Linked DNA regions of Mus musculus: all the other regions are linked to region 3. Evidence: chromatin contacts called from public Hi-C data. All regions are on one chromosome and are shown on one strand. The core of a region is the stretch at or near the end of the contact, and the rest is flanking DNA. Distances in the headings are between cores, read along the strand shown.

Evidence for each region. A called contact is a pair of places that touch in the nucleus more often than the background predicts.
Region 1: a Hi-C map of cerebral cortex shows a contact between it and region 3, with 1.7 times the contacts expected there. The contact joins two enhancer-like sites. A contact is called at or near these places in 3 of 484 Hi-C or Micro-C datasets (cerebral cortex and embryonic stem cells), 1 of 115 datasets of contacts at active chromatin or transcription factors (embryonic stem cells) and 1 of 9 other capture datasets (embryonic stem cells).
Region 2: a contact with region 3 is called in a Hi-C map of cerebral cortex, with 4 times the contacts expected there. The contact joins two enhancer-like sites. A contact is called at or near these places in 5 of 484 Hi-C or Micro-C datasets (the N1E-115 cell line, cerebral cortex, olfactory sensory neurons and 1 more), 4 of 115 datasets of contacts at active chromatin or transcription factors (SST interneurons, embryonic basal ganglia, forebrain and 1 more) and 1 of 9 other capture datasets (embryonic stem cells).

What each region holds. Positions count from the first base shown.
Region 1 is chr4:131,045,124-131,049,494 of GRCm38.p6, forward strand. No RefSeq gene overlaps it. Among named protein-coding and RNA genes, the nearest start is that of Gm42317, 18 kb to the right of the region's middle. Within about 2 kb of position 2,343, at least 7 of the 459 cell types and tissues checked have an H3K27ac peak or open chromatin away from gene starts, as enhancers often do. A contact at or near this core is called in cerebral cortex, where this site is marked.
Region 2 is chr4:131,499,595-131,503,477 of GRCm38.p6, forward strand. Gm831 (a long non-coding RNA gene) reads left to right here. Exons shown (of 3, transcript XR_001784457.2): 3 at 1,219-3,463. Among named protein-coding and RNA genes, the nearest start is that of Gm831, 10 kb to the left of the region's middle. Within about 2 kb of position 2,292, at least 4 of the 459 cell types and tissues checked have an H3K27ac peak or open chromatin away from gene starts, as enhancers often do. A contact at or near this core is called in cerebral cortex, where this site is marked.
Region 3 is chr4:131,251,486-131,255,442 of GRCm38.p6, forward strand. No RefSeq gene overlaps it. Among named protein-coding and RNA genes, the nearest start is that of Gm25261, 14 kb to the left of the region's middle. Within about 2 kb of position 1,621, at least 55 of the 459 cell types and tissues checked have an H3K27ac peak or open chromatin away from gene starts, as enhancers often do. A contact at or near this core is called in cerebral cortex, where this site is marked.

The DNA of each region.
Region 1 (4,371 bases), core at 1,093-3,592, 210 kb before region 3:
AGTTACCTGATAGAAAACGACAGACTGTCTGAAGAAGCATTTCACAGAAAACATGACAGATAACTGAAAAGATAGCAGGCTTCCCCCATACTCAGAAATACAAGTGAAGAGTGCTGGAGATAGACCTGTAGACCCACTGGGCGCCAAGGTGGACTGTGTCGTATGTGGGCTAAAGATAGCCTCAGGGTTTGTGGCTTCTATTGTACTAGTGAGAATGGGAGCAATACACTCACCTGGGGAGACAGTAAAGAGGCTCTGTGACGTAGGCCTGTAACCTCAACTGATGGGCCGAGACAGGAAGGTTTTAAGTTTGATGCCAGCCTGACTAATTTAACGAGACTTTGATTCACAATAAAGGAAAATCGAGAAGAAGGCAGAGATAAAGCCCTCCGGCCAATCATGTGTGTGTGACTGGTGTCAGAAAACCATTCCAAAGTTTCTTGACAATTCCAAGCTACCAGGTGCTGTAGGAACTCCACCCCTAAAAAAAAATCCAAGGAACAGGAAATCTATGCCAAGAGCCACTCATGAATGTTCACAGTGACTTTATCTGTAATCACCCAGACTGGATGCAGTACAGATGTCTGACCTGAGGTGACTGGACAGAAGGACTTTTAGAATCCACATCTGGGGCAGGGGTGGGGGATCCTACTTGTCACTTCAGGGGAAGGCCATTCACATGTGCTCTGTCACAGACAAGTCTCACAATAATTGTGCCGAAAGAGTCTGTTGATACAAAACATAAACTGATTTGTGGTGACAGTGGATCAATGCGAGGAGATGAGACAAGCAGAAGTTGCTAAGGGACCTGAGGAGGATTTGGAAGTGACGGGCAGCTGGTTTTGTTAGTTAGAGTGTAATGGTATTTTGTGGGTGGCTGTGCATGTCAGTGTTATATAACTTTACAGTTACATATGCACAGTGGTTGAAAATTATTTATACATAAAGCTGTAGAAACTAAATTACCACCAATGAAGGTCGTTGGGAGAACAGATATTCCTGGGGCCCAGCGCACAGTAGGCATCCAATGAGCTGAGCTGTACACAGGCTTCTCAAAGTCTCCTAGTCAGTGTCCCTACTAGGAACTGGAGAGGGGGTGGGGACCGTGCCCTGCTCTGAGGCTCAGGTGTGGCACTCCACAGAGAGCCTCAGGTCTCAGCTGTACCCGGAAGCCTGAGAGGATGGCAGCTGCCACGACAATTTGCAAGCCAAATGAAGCAGCTACCCATTCCCACAGCCACCTCAGGCATCGTGGGCTGGCCTCCTTGCTGGTCCACAGCCTCCATGCCCTGACATCCAGCCGTTTTTCCTCCCTATGACTTGTTATTCGTGAACCTCCTTTCAGAGAAGGGGACACATTTCCTTTGTCATCTTACCAGCAAAGCCTAGGTTAGTCACACCAGGCAGTGTGACACTCCTGCGGTCAGCCGGCAGAGAGGTGTGTGAGACCCTGACTTTTGCTTTCTGATTACAGTGGTTTTGTGTGCTGGCTAGGCTGACATTTTCTCTCCTGGAGAGATGAGGCACTTTAGAAACTGCTGATTTAATTCGAAACCCCATCACCTGCTGGGTAGCACAGGTGGAGAGCATTGGACCCCGTTTGCTGTCGGGGAATGGAATTCTAGGTGGAGGGAGCAGCAGGGTCGTTGGGGAAACTGAAAGAGAGGACACACCTGACCAAGGTCACATGGTGAGCTGGGGTCACAGAGCTCAGGACCTGACTTTGCAGTTCTTGCTGATGCTGGCCTGCTTTTAGACACTGGGGTCCCAGCGTTTGGTCAGAATCCTACAGTGAGAGCAGCTCAGAGAAGGGAGGGGGACGGTGTGGGTTTGCACACAGGACAGGGACAGTGGCCTTTGTTGACAGGCCTGAAGGGGGCCTGAGACAAAGGTCTTAGTCTCAGCTGAAACCTGAAGTCTCCACACCCAGAGATGACATTGTCGAAGGCACTTGAAGAAAATCAGACCCATGTCATCTGTCTGCAAGACGCTGCCAACTGTTAACGCCTCCCGAAGGAGGTGCCATCTGATCCCACTTAGGGAAATGCCACGTTCAGGCATTTAAAAGTCAGTGTGATTCAGGGACAAACTTTCACAGCGTTGATGGGCTCCCCTTAAGTCTGAGCATGGAGCTCGGGGGGGGGGGGGCGTGAACACTCATCTGCGAGGTTCCTGTGACATGGGACGCCAAACATGAGAAATCACCATCTCCCATGAAGCTTCTATTCTGGTGGTGGCGACACGGATGGGTGGTAATTCCAGAGGGTGATGGAAGGGAGGAAGGTGAGTGGCATCTAGCTGGGGGTGTGCCCAAAGGAGTGGGCAGGGGTGTGAACAGCTCAGAGGCAGTGAGTGGTGTTTTTCAGCATCTAGCAACAGAAAGGCAATGTATGTCCCTGCTCTCTGGCATGTTGAAAGAGTGTGTGCTGGCAACTCCACTGGCTAGAGTCATCTGAGAGGGAAGGAACCACAATTGAGAAAATGCCTTCACAAGATTGGGCTTCAGGCAAGCCTGGAGGGCATTTTTTTGATAGTTGATGTGAGTGTGGCAGGCCCATCCCTGGGCTGGTGGTCCTGGGTTCTATAAGCAGGCTAAGCAAGTCGTGAGAACAAGCCGGTAAGCATCACACCGCAGACCTCTACATCAGCTCCTGCCTCTCCTGTCTGTTTAGGTTTCTCTCTTGACTTTCTGTGAGGGGGATTATTATAAAGTGTAAGCCTGATAAATCCTTTTCTCCCCAGCTTACTTTTTGGTCATGGTGTTTCACCACATCAGTAGTAACTTGATCAGCATGGAGGAGGAATGTAAAGATAGTATAGTATAGACAGAAGGCATCCTGGGAAGGATGCAGCAGTGGGAAGCTGAACAAAGCTGAGAGCCTTGTCCAGGACAAGCCCTGGAGTCTTAGCCCCTACTTCTTTAAAAAACATATTTGTTTGTTTTATGTGCTTGGGTGTTTTGTCTGCAGATTCCCCAGAGCTGGAGTTCCTCACAGATGGCTGTGAGCCACCAGGTAGGTGCTGGGACTCGAACCCCAGTCCTCTGGAAAAGCAGCTGGTGCTCTTAAGTGCTGAGCCATCTCTCCAGCTCCTCCGAGTCTTAGAGCTGATAGTTCATAGCATTTTCCTTTTTTAATAATCTAACTTGGATTAATTGCACAAAATAATGTTTCCTTGAGATGTCGATGTATGTACATCATACCCTGTGGTCACATCACTCTCCTGCATCACCCTGTCTTGTCCTTTTGGGCCGTTCCCTTCCCTTCCCAATAGCCTCCCTTCTGATGCTGTCAGGTTTTTTTGTGTTTTAACTCAGATTCCTCCTAGGGTCTTAACATCTGAGTACTTCTCCTGCTGCATGAGCACGGAGAGTTGCTGAATTCACTCACTCACTCACTCACTCACTCACTCACTCACTCACTCACTCACTCACTCATTCACACATTCATTCACTTATTCATCCATTCACTCATCTACTTATTCACTAATTCATTCATATATTAATTCATTCACTCATTCACTCGCTCATTCATTCATTCACTTATTCAGTTAGGCTTTCATTCACTTGCTAATTAGTTAATTCAAATATCCCTAGTGTACCCACTGTGGGCTGGACCCGATCCTGAGAACCAGGGACATATTTGGGCACCAGATAGAACCTTTAAGGGTGCCATGTTCCTGTCTTACAGAAGAACAACCTGGCATCAGGGAGGTTTAGAGAGAGCCACTCAGTTGCAGCCACCAGGAGGGACGGGGGGGGGGGGGGGGGGGGGGGGAAGGTAGGAGAGAGGGAAGGAGGGAGGAGGAAGGGAGGGAAGATCAAATCACCCTAAAACCAAAACAGTAGTGCTTAGTGCTACTGAGTCTGAGCTGAAAGAGGCTCGCTTAAGCAGAACTGCTTTCATGAATGTAAATTATGGGACTCAGTTGTGTGTGTGTGTGTGTGTGTGTGTGTGTGTGTGTGTGTGTGTAAATGTGGGTGGTTGTGTGCATGGTGCAGGTGTGGAGGTCAGAGAACAACCTTTGGATATCAGTCTGCACCTTTGTACCTCATCTGAGACAGGACCTACTTGCTACAGAGAGCCAGCTAGCAGGACCTGCACCTCTGGCCTTCTCCCTCCCAGCCCCCAACTCCTATAGGCATGCTGGGATCACAGACATTTACAAACCATGTCTGGCTGTTACATCCCCATCCCCTGGGTTCCGGGGATGTGGGCTCAGATCATTAGGTTGATTTGATGAGTGCTTTACGCCGGAGCCAACTGCACAGCCCGACTCGTGAGACTTGGACATGTTCACTCCCTGTCTGCTGGAGTGAAATGCTGTGTGTGTGGTTACGGTGTATGGTGCATGTGGCACATGGCATGGTCT
Region 2 (3,883 bases), core at 1,042-3,541, 250 kb after region 3:
TGCAGACTCTGAAATGTCCCCTCCATCATTCCTGATGCAGATGCCTGTGTCTTCTCCTCAGTGCCACCTCTGTTCATGCAGGGGGCTCCTGGGCTGTGCTAACCTTCCCTGGTTTCTCCACCGCTTCTCTCCTGACTTCTACTCGGACAATCTCTTCATTCCTGCTCCCTGCTTGGGATTTTCCCCCTTCATATTCTGGTGTCTTTGGGTGACAGCTCAGGTCACTGATCTGAGACGTGCCTTCTTTTCTAATGTGGGCTTTAGTATTCCACATGTCCCCTAAGAATCACTTTAGCAACTCTCTACTAATTTTGATGTGTTGTTCTCATTTTCTTTCTGTTGGAAATACTTTTTAATTCCCCCTTTGATTTACTCAGTAACACATGGGTAATTTAGACGCCTGCTGCTTAAGTTTCTAAACATGTTGAAATTTGTTTTTTTAGAGATCTTTCTCTTAGTGATTTATAATTCCATTCTGCCATAGTCAGATCCTTTCTCCAAGTTGACTTTTTTTAGACTCGTTGAGATATGGTCCATCTTGTCTACACTGAGCTCTGCCACTGAGAGGAATGTTCCATAAATGTCAAACTGATGGTGCTGAGGGCTGAGCCTCCTTCATCCTGTATGATATTTGCAATGGTCAGTGTTAACTGCTGCCTTGGCAGAAGCTAGAATCATCTGGGAGAGAAAAGTTTGGACTTTTTATGTAGGGCGTTATCTTGGTTACCTTAAGAGAGATGGGAAGACCTGCCCACTATGGGTGGAGTCATTCCCTGGCTAGGATTCTGGATTGCATAGAAGGGTTCTGACATGCATACATTGCTCTCTGTTCCTGGTGATGGATGCTATGTGGCTATCATACACAGATGAATGGATAGATATATAGATGGATAGATGGATGGACAGACAGGTATACAGACAGACAGGTAGATTACATTGCTTACAGAAGCACTTCTAATGATCTGTGCAGGTCAATATTAGCACATCTAACGATTTGCTTCAGGTTCCTGATGTCTTGGCATCTCTGCCATGGTGGTCTGTCTGTATTGAACTGTAAGTCAACATAGGCCCTTTCTCCTGTAAGATGCTCTGTTCGGGTATTTTAAGACAGCAACATCTCGGTTGCAGGGCTTCCCTCTCACTTGTTCCACCGGTGACTGAGGGAGGGGTGTTCCCATCTCCTGTGGTAAGTGTGGTTTTGTGTATTTCTTCTCTCAGGTCTTAGGTCACTGGGATATGTGTACAGGCAGGATTGTGATATCCCTGGACACATTGGCATCATAGTCCTCCCTACCTCAGATGATACTGTTTGCTCTGAAACCGGCTATCCCTGATCAGCTGCACCAGCCTCTCCAGCCGTCGTCACCAGAGATGATGAATTTTACCTTGTTGAGTGTTGGGTGTTTTGTTTTGCTAGCTGCCTATTTGCGGGCTCCGTTCTGGGACACAGCTAAGCTCCTTGGAAGCACTCAGCTCTACTGAAGCTCTGCCTTAAGAATTTCATACTTGAGACAGGAGCAGTCTGGTTCATCTTTCCCTTCCACGGATTCAGAGTTCTGTCTCCACACAGCGCTCTTCTCTGGTGCTGTGGGCTGAGGATTCCAGATATCTTGGTCTCCTGAAATGTCAGCTTTGTCAGCCGACCTCCAGGCCTTGCTGGGCTTGGAGAGCAGTGTTCTTCCCAGCCCCATGGACTGGAAATTTTGGGCTGCATGCCAGGGCAGCTGTGGGTGCACTTCATTTGTTCCCCATCTCTCTTCACTGCCTGATGTCCCGTCTTTGTAAAGTGCTATATTATATACCATCAGCCTCCATCCTCACGAGTCCCTCATCCAAGAATAAGAAAAGCTGTGGGAGACTCTGGAGGCTAGCCCAGCTACAGATCTGGAGGCTAGCCCAGCTACAGACCTGTCACTGCATTCCTTGAAGTTTCAGATCTGAAAACATCTAGACCTAGCTCAAGATACATGGAATTCCCTTCCTCCCTCGCCAGGTCCTCCTTCCCTGTGCACCCCAAGATCTCAGTGCCTGTGGAGGACCCTGGAAGCAAGCTCTTGCAGGTATCCAGGGGAAAGACATCTGTCTATTAAATGTGGTGGTAACTGAGACAGGGTCTAGAATCAGCTGAGAGACAGGCCTCTGGCACACCTTGCTTATATTAATTGATCTGGGAAGATAACGTCTTAACCGTGGGTGGGATCCTGGACTGCATAAATGGAGAAAGTTAGTAGGCAGCCACATGTACTCATTCCCCTGCTGCCTGATTGTGGATGCGATGTCACCAGCTGCTTGGACCTCTGCTGCCTTGACTTCCCCCATGGTGACAGATTGTTCCTTGGAGCTGTGCATTAGTTACTGTCTGTCGCTGTGATGTAACATCATTTTCAAGGCTTATGATTCCAGAGAGATGAGTCGATGATGACGGGAGCAGAGATGTGGCAGCTGGAGCTGGAAGCAGGGCCTCACATCCAAACCAAGAGCAGGAAGCAGAGAACACAAGCTGGAGGCGGGGGGCATAAACTCTTGGAGCCTGCCCCTAATTACTTACTACTTCCAACAAGGCCACACCTCCTAAGCTTCCCCAAACTCTGTGGAGGACATCTTATTCAAACCAGTACTAACAGGTAGGCCCTTTCTTGCTTGGTTGCTTTTGTCCTAGTATCCTGTCACTGACGTAGTTAAAGAAATCAAGACATGAAGGGAAAGTGACTCTCATCCCTGCCGTTCCCTCTCATCAATGAAAGAAAAGCTCTACCGGCTGGCATTCGGGAGCACCAAGCTACATCAGTTACCTCACTGTTTAAGTGGGAAAACTGAGGCTCTGAGGTATAGAAATTTCACCATGTCCTACAGCAAGTTGGGACGTCTAGAACCTGCTTCACTCCCTCTGTGGGATTCCCCACCCAAGAGAGTTCCCAGAAGGCAGTTTTAGGCATGGAACCCCCCTTGCCACACAGTGCAGTGGAGTTAGGGGTGTGACAGGTATTTTTCCCCACTCTGTCCCTAACCCTTCCTCAGTACAGCTCTGTGGGAAGCTGAGGGTCACCTGACACCTCCAGCTACAGAAGTACTTCAAGAAGCTTACCAGTGCACGCAGAGTTGAGCATATGTGTAATCATGGAGATTTTCTTCATTCGTGCAGTTTTGAGCATCCCAGCTTGTCAGGTGGGAGACTAGAGTTCAATTCCCTGGTGGGGAAGCAAAAGGCCTTGTTTGAGGTTGGGGTGGTCCAATCAGGAAAGTGCACGCTCTCCAGTAGGAGAACCTGAAATCCATCCACAGAAGCCAAGGGAAGCCTGAATGTAGAGGCACATGCTGGTTGATCTAGCTGAATCTGTGGGCTCCGGGCCAGTGAGAGATCCTGAATCAAAGTATAAAGTACAGAGAGACTGAGGGGATAGCCATCTAATAGCAGGCCCAACCACAGACCCATCCCATGGGCAAGCACCAATCCCTGGCACTGTTAATGATGCTCTGTTATGCTTGCAGACAGGACCATGGCTGTCCTCTGAGAGGCTTCATCCAGCAGATGACTCAGACAGATGCAGACACCCACAGCCAAGCAGTGGATGGAGCTTGGGGACTCTTATGGAAGAATCAGAGGAAGGATTGTGGGCCCCAAAGGAGGTAGGAACTCCATAGGAAGACCAGCAGAGACAACTAACCTGGATCCTTGGGATTCTCAGAGTCTGACCACCAACCAAAGAACAAACACGGGCTGGACCTAGGCCTCCCCGCACATATGTAGCAGATGTGCAGCTTGGTCTCCATGTGGGATCTGAACAACTGGAGCCAGGGTTATCCCAAAAGTTGTTGCCTATAAATGGGATATATTCTTCCAGCTGCCTTGTCTGGCTCAATGGGAGAGGATGCACTTAGTCTT
Region 3 (3,957 bases), core at 371-2,870:
ACACACACACACACACACACACACACACACGGTATAGAGACATTCAGGCTGGCAAAATGCCCACATACATAAATTTTAATTTAATTTTTGAAAAGAAAGCCCCTTTCACATCTTCACAGCAGAGTGTACACGTGGGGTCTGATTGGCTGGGATTTCAGAGCGAGTCTCTCTGGTGTGTCTGCGGGCCTCAGTGTGGGTGGGAGATGATAGCCTCCCTTGAGTCCTCAGATTGGCAATGGATGCAGTGATCATGTGACTACTGGGAAGGCCAATGTTTTGCCTAAGTGTTTTTGCACTGCTGCCCCCAGCCAGGGTTATCCAGCATTTTGTCCCCGCATGCCAAGCAAGCATCTACTCTTTGAATGGAGCCCAGGCACCTGATGGGTCTTTGAAGGCCCTGTGTTACCCAACCACATCCACCCGCTGTAGCTTTACCTTAGGTTTTGGCACTCTCCTGGCCCCAGGCTCTCCCTGCAGGTCTCCCTGTGAGCCATGGTTCCTCTCACTTCCAGGCTCCCGAGCATGCTGGTCTCTTAGCCTGATGTTCCTTCTTCCCATGAGAGGCCTTGCTTTGTCTAGAGGACTTAGCTTTTGTACCCCCCACGGGAAGGCTGTCTGCTTCTCTTGTCTGTGCCCCCATTAATTCATTACTTACTTGTTTATTGTTTGTCTTAGGCCCTAGGCTGTGTGAGTTTCCTGGAAGCAGAAACAGCCTCTGGCTTGACTGGCACTATGTCCCTAGTGTTAGCCAAGAGCCCAGCACAGAGTAGCTGTTCAATAAAATGTGCACCCGAGCAGGTGCGGTGACTTTATTCTGTCCCTCATTTTCGAGTTCCAGTTTCCAAAGAACAGTCCCAGCAGGGGAACTCTATGACTAAAAGCTCCACCCACCCAAGACACTCCCCTGCCCGCCACGACCCAGAAGCCAATAGGAAGAGTTCATAAATGGGGAAACCGAGGCACAGAACAATCAATGTGCTTGCTTTAAGGTCTTCAGGGACTGGACCGGTGGCCTTTGGGCTGAGCTCCTGAGCCACGTGGGGTCACAGCTGTCTAAGGTCGGTCGGTTGGAGGTGTCCGGGAGTGCATCAAGCTGCTTCCTGGGGTCAGGCATGTGCTGAGGTGAACACAGATGAAATGCTCAGCTGCAGGACATGGGGGTATCCCCGAAAACAGCTCTGGAAGTGGGGCACACTGATGTTTAAGAGATGATAGAGAGATCTGAGGTGAGCATGCTCAAGTCATATCCTAGCAGCAAGAAGCAGGACCGATTGAGGAAGATGCCAGGCAGGGATCTCGGCAGCTAAGACATCTGTCTACTCCCACGCTGTGATTCCTGCACCACACCCTCGCTTCTGGAAGGCGGGAAGCAGGGTGGCCTCCTCTTTGTGGTTCCAAAGGCGATGAAGGGGGCTGGCTGGGCTTGGGTGACAGACACAGATGAAAATACAGGGCTTGCGGATGGCCAGACAGGAGTGGGTTTGAGGTGCGCAGGTGAACATTCTGCTTAATAACAAGCCCCAAGCGCCGGAGGCCAGCTATCCCGAAATCCCAAGCACGTGAATGCGAAGCCACACTGTACAGTGCCCAGCGCTCCAGGCTGAGCCCTGCTGCTGACACACTGCAGGGTGGACCCCGCAGCGCTGCGCTGGAGTCTGTTCTGAGCCGCTGCATTTGGACGAGTGCAGTGCGAGGCATGCAGCAGCAGACTCTCCTGGAGCTTTCTTGCTTCAATTCATTTCCACCGAGAGATTTTCTCAGTGAAGGAAATACTATCATTCTTCGAAAGTTTGGAACTGAAGTGGACTCTGCCATTTCTTTCTCCTCCGGTGCCTGGTGGAGCCCAGAGGGATTGAGCGCCGAGGCTGGCTGGGGACTGTAGCCATTAGAGGGCGACATTGGACCAGCAAAGACCGGTCTACGAGGCAGTGGGGCTTGCGGGGAGTTTCTGGACCCATTTCCTTTCCCACCCGCCACTCACACCCCTACTGTGACTTTGATTCCTAGAAAACCCTATAAAATCAGGGTCACACGCGACAGGGAGATGGATTCAATGCGGCTTCTCAAGTTGCCTGTCTTGTTATTTTTGGCCATTTCTTTGTTCTTATGGAGAATGGAGCAGCCTCTCTTCCTGCCTGCACTGGCCACTCAGAGACACCCTTGATAACTACTGATACGGGGTAGGGTAGGGGTCAATCCGCGCGTTTTAAAACCTCACCTAGGACAAGCCACAGCCTAGGAGAAAATAAGTACATATTTAATAAATTACATATGTTAAATCTCCAAAATATACAAAGAGCCCTCTAAAGACAACAATAATTTTTTAAAAAGTTGGCTGTAAAGGCTTTTCTCTGAGTACACACTTCTGCAAGGAAGAAAGATGGTGACAAGAGACATTCAACATCTGTAGCCATTTTTTTAACATGCAAAATAAAGCCACGGTGCACACCTCTTTACCCCCTGGAAAGCAAACTGCCCAGAGGTTGAGAAGGAAGGGGGGGGGGGGAGGAGAGAGACTGAATGGAGGTGGTTTAGGTACATTTATTATCCATGTAGCTATGCTGATTTCAGACATTTGTCAAACTCAACTGTCTGGTATGTTAAGTACATACAGGGTTTCCTGAATGCCCACAATAAGGCAATAAAGCCCCTTAAAATGTCACCACGTTTTGGACTCATCTAGCTGAGTGCCACAAGGACTGTCCTCACCTTCCTCCACATCTGGACTCTGCTGTCCAGCTTCTCAGTGGGAAGATGGCTGGTTTCAGCCTTGACTGAGGCCACAGGGCTCCCTGCAAGGCTTGAACAGAGAGCAGATGTGAAGCCACCGTGTGGCTGGCAGGCTGGCTGGCTCCTGTGTCACAACCACCACTGCGAGGACATGCCTAGTCCAGACTTTTGGAGGACAAGAGACACTAGGAATAGAGCCAAGGAATGCTGTCACCTCTGCCAAGGTCAGCCGCTGTAGCTTAGGTCACTCCTTGCAGCCAGGGTCAGCCGGAAGCCACGGGAAACTCAGGACACATGTGTCCAGCCAAGATCCACTGAGCTGCTGTCAACCGACAGCTGGCTCCAAAGAAGCACGCAGTAAATGTCTTGAACTCAGTCAGTGAACTTCTCTGAGATTGGCCAGGTGGACTGATTATAGGAAAACAAAAAAACAAACAAAACAAAAATAATAAAATAAAATAGAAACAAAATGGGATGAATAATGTAGAAAGGCTTCCTGGAGGAGGTGACGCCCACTGTTTGTTTGTTTGTTTGTTTGTTTGTTTTTCCAATCTGGCTGGCATTATAGCCCAGGCTGGCCTGGAACTCACACTCCATAACCAGGCTGTTCTAGGTCGTGAGGTGATCCACTTGCCTCTGCCTCTGAACACAGGCCTGAGCCACCACACCATGCTCCCCCTGGTGTTTAAAGCTGAGTGAGCCAGTCAGAAGAAACACCACGGAGGCTGTAGAAGAACAGCAAAGAGTCGAACCTGCAGACCTGGCGGGAACACAGTTCCAGAACTCAGTGCACCCTCCAGCGTGGGCAGAAGGAGGGAGAGTCCTGTTCACACCCCAGGGCACAGGATGCCATGCTAAGACAGTTTAAGGATTGGGGGGGGGCAGCATAGGCTTCCATGACGGTGACCTCTCCAGATGACCAGGGTGGAAGTTGGGTCAACACAGCTAAGTGAGTTTGTGTTCTCCCCTGAAGGTGCAAACCCCAGGTGAGCTAGTTGAAAGATGACCCCAGGGCATGGCTACTATAACTACTGCTTCCTTTCCATTCTAGAATTTTCCTCATGGTAAGAGTCTGTCTCAGTTCTCATAGATTCCTTGACCCAGGGCCGAGTTTAACCTTCACTGTGGCCCGGTGTATTAATTTAAAATTTTCACTCATTTGTAATGGTTTGCAAGTCCACACATATGGAATAATATCTCATTCTCTAAGTGCAGGCTGTGAGGAGC